Regions from separate parts of the Gossypium arboreum genome. Here region 2 is linked to region 1. Evidence: chromatin contacts called from public Hi-C data. All regions are on one chromosome and are shown on one strand. The core of a region is the stretch at or near the end of the contact, and the rest is flanking DNA. Distances in the headings are between cores, read along the strand shown.

Region 1 (6,143 bases), core at 2,298-4,797:
TTATTGTATGTAATTTTTAGTATGTCCTGTAAACAAATCAACATCGCCTTGAGATTCATTGATAACAGACTAAACTCCTCCTCCTCCTCCTCCCTCCCAATCCCCAAGCTGCTGCTAACCTCTGACTAACAAACACAAATGCATTGATGCCGATTAAAACTTTACACTCTGGATGAAAATGGACAACGAGCATTTGCCTCTTAAAACGGAAAAAAAGATACCTATCTACGAGTTTATATTCTGCTTATGTCGCGACCGAACACAAAAGTTGTGAGCCAGTTAATAGCCACATAGAATCTGTTCCTCCAGCTGACGACTCGTGTTAGATATGCCGAGCGCCATATAAACCAGCTGACAAAGCCTGCTAGAGATATCCCTTTTGCCTCCTATAAAAAGGAATCAAATAAGTCTCACAACTCATCCAAACTAATAGCTCAAATGCGGGGAAAGAAAAAGAACAGAATCACCTTGCTCTGTCTTAGATCAACAAGAGCCTTAAATCTGCCCACAGTTGCCATGCTTCCAAGATGCTTGTACTCAAACGGATCCCCCAAGTTCATGTCCTTAGCACCGTTGGCATGTCCTCCTCCATCTTTACAGATTTTATTCAATAGCTTTGCCAGATACTTTCCTTGTCGCTCGGCAACCTGAACAGGATTGAAATATTGGCACCGCAGTTGTTCGAAGCAACAAAAGGGTAGGCATTATCAATCTCCCTGGTGTATAAAGAGAACTATATATCTAGTCTAGAAAGCTAATATAGAAAGTTCATCGTAGAGTTTGACATTCAATTGTTACACAACTTGGGTCCAACTCTGTATTGTACCCGTGTTTTGGATTGAAAAGAGTAGTTCGAAAAAAACACCATACGGAAGAATCAAATTTAAGTTAGGAGTAGGTAAGAACAGTTCACTTAGCCAATCCAATGAATTCATGTAGTAACAAGCATGCAGGAAACACCCAAGTCCAATTTCGAATGGAACTGGATGATATTATCTCGAACTTTATGAGAAGAAAAAGACTTGAAGGAAGGCATGGAAAAGGTTGGGGTCCTAGCTTACCTGCGCTAAAGCCGGAAGGACTGGTTTGCCGGTACTTTCCAGAAACCCGCTGCAATCACCAATTGAAAATACATCTTGCACAGTAGGAACCCGAAGCCACTCATCAACACCAATCCTGTTAGTAAAAAGGAATTGAATTAGGTGAACCAGCTGGTATCTTAAGTTTTATTTACAATTTATGAAAACTTACCAACAATTTTTATGCCAGTTGGTTCAAAACTCTATAAGGTGCATATTACCAAGCCATCAAGAAATCTTCATAAAAATAAAAACAATGTCACTGGGATTTTATCTTACCTTCCACCCGGAGATTTCGGAAGTCCTAGAGAGTTCACAAAAGGAGAAGGACCAACACCTGTTGACCATACTAACAATCCATAGGGAACCTCGGAACCATCAGTGAGGACAAGATTTTCAGGTTTAACATCCTTCACAATCCCACGAACTAGACGAACTCCTGACTGAGAAAAAACTACTTGATGAAATAAAAATAAAACAATAAAATCCTCTCTTCTCAGCAGCCTAACAGAAGATATTTAAACTCCTTCAATGGAGTTAGAAAGCTAAAACAATATTTGCGTCAATCAACCATCTTTTACCTTCGTTAAATGCTTAATTGCATAGCGCCGGAGACGATCGTCAAAGGAAGACAGTATCTCATTAGCCTGAAAAAAAGATAATAATTTTATTATAATTCACAAATCTCCTCAATTCAGCAACTTAAAACAAGGCATGAGCACAAGAAGAATCTCAAGAAGGTCTTCAAGTTTCCAGGCAGAGTTCGGAAAGCCAGCACTGGCTTCAACAAAGATATTAGAAGACAAAAGAACTACATAAATGGCAGTACGGAGGAATAACTGATATCGTAGTGAAACAAACCTCAATCAGTGTGACATGGATATAGTCTTTTACATGAGTGTATCTTTCATGAACATCCCTCCTAATAAAATCACTAAGTTCACCACTAAACTCAACCCCGGTCGGACCGCCTCCTACAACAACACAATGCAGCAATCTACGTTTCTCTTCTTCAGGAAGCCCTGCCTCGACACCGAACCAATAGGTAAACATATAATCATACTCAAGAAATTATTTTCCATTACAGCAGGTAGAAAAACCAAAGTGTGGCATTACCCGGCACATCGGATAGCATCAAGTTGAGAAGTAGCTTCCTCCGAATTTCCTGAGCATGGTGAACTTCACGCAGAAAAATAGCATGTTCCTTCACACCATGGATTCCGAAAGTCGATGCCTGTGCTCCTGATGCAATTACCAACTTATCATATGAAATCTTAAACTTCCATGGGTCCAGGGTGTCGGTTCCATCAGTAACAGTCTCACAATGCACCTTCAAATACCCAAAACCAAATATTCCATGATCAAAAGGTCAAAAATCCAAAATTTTCCTACTGCATTTTATTTTCCATCAAACAGAACAAGAACAAAGAACTTTCCGAGTACAGTGAGGGAATGCTACCAACAAGCTTAATTCAACAATTGCATTCTACAAAGCAATATCTAGACATACGATCCATCACTATTCTCTAGTTCAAAAAACTAGAAATCTTTAGTAAAATTAAACTAAATTCAATACCCAAAAGCCCAAAGCCAAAAATTTAAACAATCAAGCTAATTTTAGAATCATAAAAGGACTCCCAACCTTAAATTGACATTCAACTCAGCCAACAGTCAATGCCTTTTGATTTTAGTTCTCCCAAAACGGAAATAATAACTAATTAAACCCAATAAAGGCGACATATTGTTGAAATACCTCATGGTTTTCAGTATCCACTGCAGTAGAATTGGCAAGAAAAAAATAAGATCCAGGTGCTGAAGAGATGGAGGGCTGAATCCTCGCAATGGGTTCGGCAACGGACCTGAACTCAAGAGTCCCAACACAAGTAGAAGCCAATAGGGGAGTAAATACCATATGGTTCCTAGGCGAGACACAAACGATGTCATACAGCTTGGGGTCCAAGCCTTTCATTAGCCTGCAACCAGCCCATCCAGATCCTAACACCACCACCCTTGGTTTGTCGTGTGGCTTGGTGGGTCCGAGACCTGATGGCTGAGCCTGAGCCGAGGCAGGGGGTTGGTTGGCGGTGCTGAAGTGGGATAAAGAAGCTTGTAGAAGATTTTTGGTGATGGGGGTTTTGGATTTGATAGGTGTGGATAGTTTGATCAAGTTCCTATACCAAAACATGGCTGCCTGATTACGTTTCTTTCATAAAACAATGAGAGATTGCTTTGGGGGAGGATGTATTGGGATTTGGGATGGGAGAGTTTCAGTCAACTTCAGTGGCACGTGTCAGGTGATAGTTGAAATTTGCATGCAAATAGAAAAGCCCATTCCCTCACTGGGCTAAAATTTTCTAAAAGAAGCATCATACTCCATTTAGACTGTGATTAGAAAGAAATGGTTGAAGTACATTTACACCTTTAAGTAGGCTATAGCATGTTACTAATTTGGCTATCCTCTCATTTGTGCCATCTAGATCATGGGACTCCATTGAACTTTCGTGAAGAAGGAAAAAGCATCACTTGCAGAAGAGACTCCTATGGAAACATGTGGGAAAGAGGAGATGCAGACCAAACAAGTCATCTATGGCAATGCTAATGCCATCATTCCCATTCACTGAGAGAGAGTAAAACATTGGCAAGTCACGGTCAATACATCTGAGTCCTAAAGTCTACAAGTCAACAACAGATTATCTCGGATAGTCTCTGTCAGATGGGAATAGTTGGCAAAATTGTCGGTAGTTAATATACCTCCTTCCTGGCAATTAACATGGTTAAGCATTGTGTTCCTTTCTCCTCTCTTGCTGCTTTCATTTTTCTCTTACTTTGTTTTATCTTTTCATTAGTTGCAATTGGTGTGTATTTGAAAGGTTATTTATTAATGTAACCAAGAGAAAAAGGTGATGGTAAGCCTTTGGCAAACCTTTTCAAACATTCTTAGATGAGCTTTAATTTTCAGGTCATAAAAGTATTCCACCCTGAAAGCTCCATAGCTAACAAAGAGTCTAAAAGGTTGCAGAGGCAGAAGACGAATAATACTCCTTACAGTGAACATGAGTATACTGATGGAGACCAGATTTCACAACATAAAGACACCAGGTGTGTTCCTCTGGGATTAAAGTCAATGGAGGGCACAGAAGTTTATAAGACCATCTCAAAACCGCCTCAATATGAGTTTGCTTGCTGGGTGTACTGGATTAAAACAGATGTAGACTGTAAGTAAAAATCTAACCATATTGCTCATTCAAATGATTTAAAATCTAACCATATTGCTCATTCAAATGATTTATCCATTGTCTGAAATAGTGGATACCAAAAAACAGGGATTAAAATAGCAGTCGGGTAGCGGAATAGAGGCTGGTGTATAGCGGTTGGGGTGCCATCCGAAATCGCTATTGCTGAAATAGCGGTGTGAAGCGGAGTCACACCAATAGCAGTGGATCGTGGTTGCAATTTAATGGGTAACGGTCAATTGCGGCAATAAGAGCCGTTATTTCTGTTATTTTTTCGTTATTCTCGTTTATATCTTCTTCTTTTTTACTTTGTTATTAGTTATTAGTTGTGTGAATTTTAAAAAAATTCACAACCGCAATACCTACAGTGACCGCAATAACATCCGATATGTTCGCAATTGCGATAAACATAACGCGACCGAAAACGCAGCCGCAACTGCAATTTAAATCCCTGCAAAAAAGTTTCCCATAAACTACAAGTATTACCATTATCATAAAATAAGAGGTCGTGGGGGCAGGAGCAGTGATCCGGGATCACAAAGGCTCTTGGATTGTTGGCTCATATGTCATTTCGTCATGTTCCACTTGCGACTACCGTAGAAGCGGACTTATGGGCCCTTCGTGACGGCTTTAGACTTGCTAAGAGCTTAAATATTAGGCATTTGGTCATTGAAGTTGATTCTACTTTAATCATTCATTTCATGTCTAATATAAATACTACTAATCTACTGTTATCTCCAATTATGAATGATTGTAAGCCTCTGTCTATTGATTTCTAAGAGTATTAAACATATCTTTCGAGTTTAGTACGTATTCGGAACAACCTTCTTGATAATTCCTCTTTGGTTTGTAACTCTTTTGATGATTTCTTTTGTACTGGTAACTCCCCTCGTAGCTCCTTAATTCCAATTGTTGAGGCGGATGCCAGAAAGGACATTTTGTTCATGTAGAACCTTTTATCAATGAAGTTCCTTTCTTGACAAAAAAAAAAAAGGAAAAGAAAAATGACAATATTACATTTACATCGTCGTCCCATCACTTTAATTTTTACATACAAAAAAAAAAAAGGCATAATGCAACAGGCAACAGCTATAAATACAAATCTAATTGTCTTATTCACTAAAAATTAATCCCTTAAAATCATAAACGACAAAAAGCTCTTTACTTACTTCCAAGCAAGTGTAGTTACATGGGATTTTGACAAGTGGAGTTCTTTTGAAGCTAAACATGTAAAAATTCGAACTTTATAGTCATTTCTTTTCAAGGAAGGGATTATTTTCAGAATTTCAGTAAACTGGTTAAGAAGTTAAGTTGGGTGCAGAGAAGTTTGAGTACTAAAGGCCAAAAGTCAACATTAAGTTTATACAAAATGCGAAAGATGGCTGATGACGTGGAGAAAGACGAGGACCGCGGTGGTCCGTAGCGCTGCAAGCGGTAGCGGGACTGGAAGAAGATGACCTTTTTTTTTATTTTTTTTTATAAAATGATTATTTTGTCTTTTGGTAGATTCTTGACTGACTTTCATTGGGCCACCGCATTGTACCAAAAATCAGTTCGGCCTAATCTGTAAGCCCAAGAGCTTTTTCTTTGGCAAACAGGAAAGTATATAAAAGAATTTTTATAAAAAATTGATAATTCGTAGAAAATTATGATTTTCTTTAAAAATTGAAATTTTTAATTTTATTTCTTAACTAAAAATTGAATCGATTGAACTGAAAAAGTAAATGTTTAATCGATTTGATAATAATTCAATTTTAAAATTATATATATTATCTGTTATATATTTATCGATTGAATCTCTCAACAGCAATAAAGTATTATCTCGTATCAT
Region 2 (6,140 bases), core at 1,399-3,898, 150 kb before region 1:
TTGCTGGCTTGAGTTGATTTGTTTAGCATTTTATAGAATAGATGAATTAGCCATATTGTAACTGTTACGTGGATTATGATTCATGGCTTTATCTTACAATAATCCTTGATTAACCTATTCATCCAACAATATTTTCTTGTTCTGTTGGATTCATCCAACTTTTTTGGACCCTGGCAAATTTTACATGGTCGCCAAAGCAGACAGATAACATTTTCTTTGTTGACCAATATGCATGATATCTTTATAATTCCATGCTTTTTTTTTTTTTAATTGAATATGCAAATAATTGAGAAGTAGGCAATTCGACATTATCCCCTTCATTGCGGTTTTTGGTTTCTATGGCTATGGTCCATATATAGAACGCAGGAAGGCACACCGTGAATGCGCCTCGTCCAAAAGGATCCTGAAGCGGCGCGTTCAGGTGGTGGCCCTGCCAACACTGATTTCACCACTTGCAACAATAACAACTTTGTTCTTGGGTGTACAGCTCAGCCTTCCTTGAGCTTCAATTTTGTAAACAACATCCATCCCAGAGAGCACTTTTCCAAATACAACATGTTTGCCATCTAACCATTTAGCAGCCATGTTAAAAGATGATAAACTATAACATCTTCATTGTAAAATTTATAACTACCTGCTGGCTGTAACGGTTGTAATGAATAATTGTGAGCCCTATACGAAACGAAACAAACAGTCTTTGCTTGTAACAGATGTTCCAAATCATTCCTTGAAAACTAGTTAAAGACGAGTAGGAATGTAGCTGGCTCACCAGGCCCAGTGTGCTTCACCTTGAAATTCTCATCACCAAATTTCCACCATCACCGAGTGTAAAATCGCCTCCTTGTATCATAAAATGTGGAATAATCCTATGAAACGTACTGCCTTTGTACTGGAGAGATTTCCCCTGTAATGGAAACCCACGGTCCCAAGTATATGACGACTATGTTACCAGGACTCTTTAAGTTTCTATCCGACGCATATTAACATAAGTTGACCAGTGAGATTAGCACAATGTTCGGAAATTTTCTGCCTATAACAGAAACTCAGGCTGATTGGTAGCAAAACAATTGATGGGAAAATTCCAAAAGATACATTAAGACAGCAATGCAGCCATAACACTAAACATAACTGTTGTTTTAGGAACTATGTTTCCAAAGAGTCCCATGATGACTCGACCTGAGAGCAATAATTCAGTAGTAATGTTTTAGCTACGTAAACTAAACAGAAAGCAAAAGCTATGGTGGGTGCAACACATTACGTATCCTACGATATTGGAGGAAATTCTAGGGTGAGCTCCACTTAAGCAAAAGTTTTTACCAAAATATCTAAAGATTTACCGATATTTGCAAGACTTTACCAAAATTGGTCTTAAAAGTAAGAAAAAGTGAAGCATACCAGCAGGTTTTCCTGCAATTTCAACATCAAAGTAAACTTGGTGAGTAACTTCATTCAAATGTTCCCTTGACTGTTTTGCCTGCACATTCCATTAAAAAGAACATATCCAACAATCAAATCAACTAATCACATCTGACTAGACAATAAGTGAAGAAAAACAGAAGAAGATATTAACTTAACATTGTATATCGCAGATGAGCTTAATAAACTAGACGCAGAACTAAAAACAGAAAGGGAACCTGAGCCAAGAACTTTACTTATTCTGACGTAGTTATATAGTACAAAATGCATCACAAATTATTCTATTTTGATATTGAGACAAAAATATTGGCATTTTCGCTAAAATCTCTTTTAAAATGTAAAATGCTCTCTCAATATAAATTTTTAAAGATGAACGGGCTCGATTAGAAAATTCTCCCCGCAATATTGATTTTTGTAGATTTACATTGGAGTTTTTTTTTTTTTAAGATTTACTTTGAATTTTAGAGATGAAAGTGAAAATGAGAGAACGAAGACTACTAATATCTTGACACTACTATTAGATTTGAGAGCATGATCAAATATTTTATTTCACATATCTCATTCTTAATCAGATGTTGAAAAAATTACCTATAAAAGTAAAAATTTGTTAACCATATTTATATTAAATAATAAAATAATATTAAGGTTAAATAATAGTTTAAAATATTAAAGTTATATTTTGTTTCACAAAAAGAATTTTTGATTTGCCTTTTCAAAGTAAATAGAAAGTAAAATAATGTTGGATTGGAGAGAGACCCATAGAGCAAATGAAGAAAATTTACATGGAAAAGTAAGAAACATAGCTATGTTTGTATCGACTTGGTTATTAGCCCATCAATGTGTAAGTTCCTCCTTGGGGATCCAATTTATTCATTCAAAAACTGAAAAAAGGTTGTGCTTTGACAATGCTAAAATCACCCTTTTAGCAGGTCAATTGCCACCATCGTATCTAAAAAATTCTTTTTAAGAGTAGTGGCTGACCCTGTAAGCACTCTCTTAATTCAACTATTGGGATTTCATCCACCTCCCTTTTCTCTTGCCATATCAATTATTGGGTCACGATTCTCATCCCAAGTTGGGCTTCAAATACTTAATCCCAAGTTGCCAGAAAAATTGAAATTATTAACTAAGCTATTTTAAGAAAAATTTATTAATCTATTCTTATTCAAGTAATTCCTCAAATTAGAATAAAAATTTATGTATATAAAAAAATATAATAATATTTTAAACTCAGATGGTTGCCAAAAGAAATTTAATGATTGATTTTAGCTATGATTGAATTCAATGGCATTGGGAGGATAGGACCCCCAAACCATTAAAAACAGAACACAATGGACGGCCTCGGAGGCGGCCTCGGAGGAAGCGAAGAAATTCAATCCACGTGGGAAACCCAATACCATCCTTCCACACACACAGACAGGCAGACAGACAGAGAACGCGAGTTTAAAAAAAGTTACCTTAAAAAAAGGAATCACTAATAATGGTTTAAACCTTATGTTCGTCCGTTGTATTTTGTAGCAAACAAAAAGCAGGGGACGCGAACACCATTTGCAGGGAGCCGCTGCAAATGCTCTTTTCAATATGGCGAAACAACACGCCTGGGCTCACTCTGCACATCCTCGTTCGCCTTCTTATCTCTTCTTCTCCGTCGTTGCGCTTTCTTTCCTCTCCCTTATCGCCCTCCTCATCTACAAGGTCCACCTCCTTTTTCTTTTTCTTTTTTAATATTTATCAGCTGCTAATGGAACCAGCAATGTTCTGACTGTTTTTTTTTCCGGTGGAGATTTAGGTGGATAATTTTGCTTCCCAAACGAAAACAATCGTGGGTCATAATTTAGAGCCGACGCCGTGGCATCTTTTCCCGCCAAAAAACTTCACCGACGAATCCCGACATTCCCGGGCTTACAAGATCATCCAATGCTCCTATCTGACTTGTCGCTACGCCGCCACCGTCGGTGGCGCTCAACCTTCGGAGGGGCAGGAGGAGGAACGACGGGGCTTAGTCTCCTCTCGTACCCCTCCACAATGCCCAAACTTTTTCAAGTTCATTTACCGTGATCTTGAACCATGGATGAAGACCCGGATATCCGTTAACCACATAAATGAAGCCAAGGAACACGCGGCGTTTCGTATCGTTATTGTTGAAGGAAAATTGTTTGTCGATTTGTATTATGCTTGTGTACAAAGTAGATTGATGTTTACGCTATGGGGAATTTTACAGCTTATCAAAAAGTATCCTGGGATGGTCCCTGATGTGGATATGATGTTTGATTGCATGGATAAGCCTACCATTGAAAGAGCTAGAGTTGAAAATGGGTCTTTGCCGTTGCCTCTGTTCCGGTATTGTACAACTGAGGCTCACTTTGACATCCCTTTTCCCGACTGGTCCTTTTGGGGTTGGTAAGAATCACTCATTCCCAACTTCATTTGAGATTCTAATTTGTCTACTTTTACTACAAGATCATATCTGCATAATCTGTGTTTACACTTACCATAACCTAACTCCATTCGTGTAACTTAAAACCTCAAGTTACCAAATCAAAATTGTCCCGAACCTAAAATGATATGAATAACTTAAATTGTTAATAATCTGGGTATACCAGGGATTGCAGGTAATTTGCTATGGACTAAGCTCCAGGTGCTAAATTGTTAATGATTCTGTGCAGATAGAATGTTAAATTGAGTAGACCATTTGATGGTAGTATGAATTGTGTGAAAATATGTTCAAGTTGCGAAGCTTAACAACGCTGTATCCCTGAATGCAGAAATGTTGAGTTATGTTGGTGTCACTTTATGTAGTTGTCATCCATATGATTCATGTTCAAATACTCCCAAGTCTAAAAGTGTTTTTCTTGTTTATGTGAATCTTATATATATTGGCATGCTATATGTGTTGGGATATGTGTGTGTGTATAGTGCTCCTCTCTACTAGCTTATGCAAATGGAGCATCTTGAATCTATCTTGGAATTTTTCATTAGTCGCAGCTATGGTGGTGATATAAGAGATGTGGTCTAGAATTCATGTTAGTTTTGGTGGATATTTATTTGAATTCTTGTGCACATCTTTGTGAATGACTTGTCTGCAGGCCAGAGGTAAATGTAGAGGCATGGGATGAGCAGTTCAAAGAAATTAAGAAGGGATCACAAGCTCAAACCTGGTTGAAGAAGATTCCCCGTGCCTATTGGAAAGGAAATCCAGATGTTGAATCTCCAATACGTCTGGCACTAATGCAATGCAATGACTCTAACTTGTGGGGTACAGAAATTATTCGTCAGGTTGGTTTGAAAAGTTTTATGTGAACGCATGAATTTTTCTATTTAGAAATGATAGGTCTAACAGCCAAAAATGTGCTTTAAAGTGCAATAATGATAATAAGATTTATGTTGTTTGATGATGTTGCTTTTTATTGTCCATTGCAGGACTGGGCGGAAGAAGCAAAGACTGGGTATGAGCGGTCCAAACTATCCGATCAGTGTAATTATCGGTGAGTTCTCTTCTTTGACTGATATTACTACAGCAGACATACTTATATTCAACATTTGCATTTGAGTCCGGATAATAGCCTTATGCTGTGTGATGGGCCTGGAACTTTAGAAGACTATTCCTTAAGAGTCCTAAACAAACTTGGTAGCTACAAGTTACTAGAGTGCTTTGACTTGGTTTCCACGCTTTTTGTAGGTTAGCCTTCTAGAATTTTCCAGGTTTGGGTCGGGTCAAGATGCCCCGTATGAACAACTTGGTTTGCTGTGTGAGCCTTGATCATGAGCTGGTGTGCACAGGCTGTGACATTGGCACAGTACATTTAAAGCTTGCTATTTAGACTAGTCCTTGGGGACCTAAGAATCAACCGCCCCTGCCTTTAAATCCCAGATTTCTTCCCTAGAGTTCAATCAGCTTGGATTGCATTGTAGAAAGCCGTCATAAGGGCTACATTTTATAATGGAAATTAAACAAATTTTGTTCCAAGGCTCAAAAAGTGCATAATTTAATATTGTTTTGTAATACTTGTCTGATATTGAAAGTAATATACTGATATTTTTGTTTCCCGTTTTCTGCAGTTATAAGATCTATGCTGAAGGCTATGCTTGGTCTGTAAGCTTGAAATATATCCTATCTTGTGGTTCACTTCCTCTATTAATTTCCCCACAATATGAAGATTTCTTCACTCGTGCCCTCGTTCCCAAGTTAAACTACTGGCCTGTCTCTAACGTTGATTTATGTCGCTCCATAAAGTTTGCTGTTGACTGGGGTAATACAAACCCGTCTCAGGTATGATCTTTTGGCATTCGAATTGGCAATAAGCAACAACTATTATAGGTTTAAACTGAATCTAGAATTCTTTCTTTTGAGCATCCACATAAACTCATGGCAATATTAGTACATGGTTATGGGGTATGATCCTCTATATATTTATGAGAAAGCTTGGAACATGGTTGACCCCTATTAGTGATACATTCTTTCTTTCTGATAAATTTGACTAAACAGGCAGAGGCAGTCGGGAAAAGAGCGCAACATCTGATGGAAAGTTTAAGCATGGATCGGGTTTACGATTACATGTTTCACCTGATTTCAGAATATGCAAAGCTGCAAGACTTTAAGCCTGTCCCGCCCTCATCAGCTCAGCAAGTATGTGAAGAATCCTTGCTTTGCTTCGCAGATGACAAGCAAAAGGAATTCCTTAAGAAATCAGCAGTGACTGATGGTTCATCAACGCCGCCCTGCA

The links. Hi-C and Micro-C count contacts between places; a contact is called where the count stands out from the background.
Region 2: a Hi-C map of leaf shows a contact between it and region 1, with 2.7 times the contacts expected there. The contact joins the promoter of LOC108450567 here to the promoter of LOC108450066 in region 1. A contact is called at or near these places in 2 of 5 Hi-C or Micro-C datasets (both in leaf).

What each region holds. Positions count from the first base shown.
Region 1 is chr7:86,428,360-86,434,502 of ASM2569848v2, reverse strand. It overlaps LOC108450066 (internal alternative NAD(P)H-ubiquinone oxidoreductase A2, mitochondrial-like), which reads right to left and starts at 3,547. Exons shown (of 9, transcript XM_017747632.2): 1 at 2,833-3,547; 2 at 2,196-2,409; 3 at 1,941-2,101; 4 at 1,661-1,726; 5 at 1,359-1,522; 6 at 1,062-1,176; 7 at 468-647; 8 at 222-386; 9 at 1-121. The coding sequence starts at 3,264. The coding sequence ends at 234. It overlaps LOC128295522 (a long non-coding RNA gene), which reads left to right and starts at 3,716. Exons shown (of 2, transcript XR_008286005.1): 1 at 3,716-4,294; 2 at 4,386-5,147.
Region 2 is chr7:86,580,096-86,586,235 of ASM2569848v2, reverse strand. It overlaps LOC108450567, which reads left to right and starts at 2,648. Exons shown (of 6, transcript XM_017748248.2): 1 at 2,648-3,111; 2 at 3,206-3,816; 3 at 4,503-4,692; 4 at 4,837-4,901; 5 at 5,476-5,686; 6 at 5,903-6,140. The coding sequence starts at 2,998. It overlaps LOC128295593 (a long non-coding RNA gene), which reads right to left and starts at 1,635. Exons shown (of 3, transcript XR_008286123.1): 1 at 1,396-1,635; 2 at 635-904; 3 at 88-566.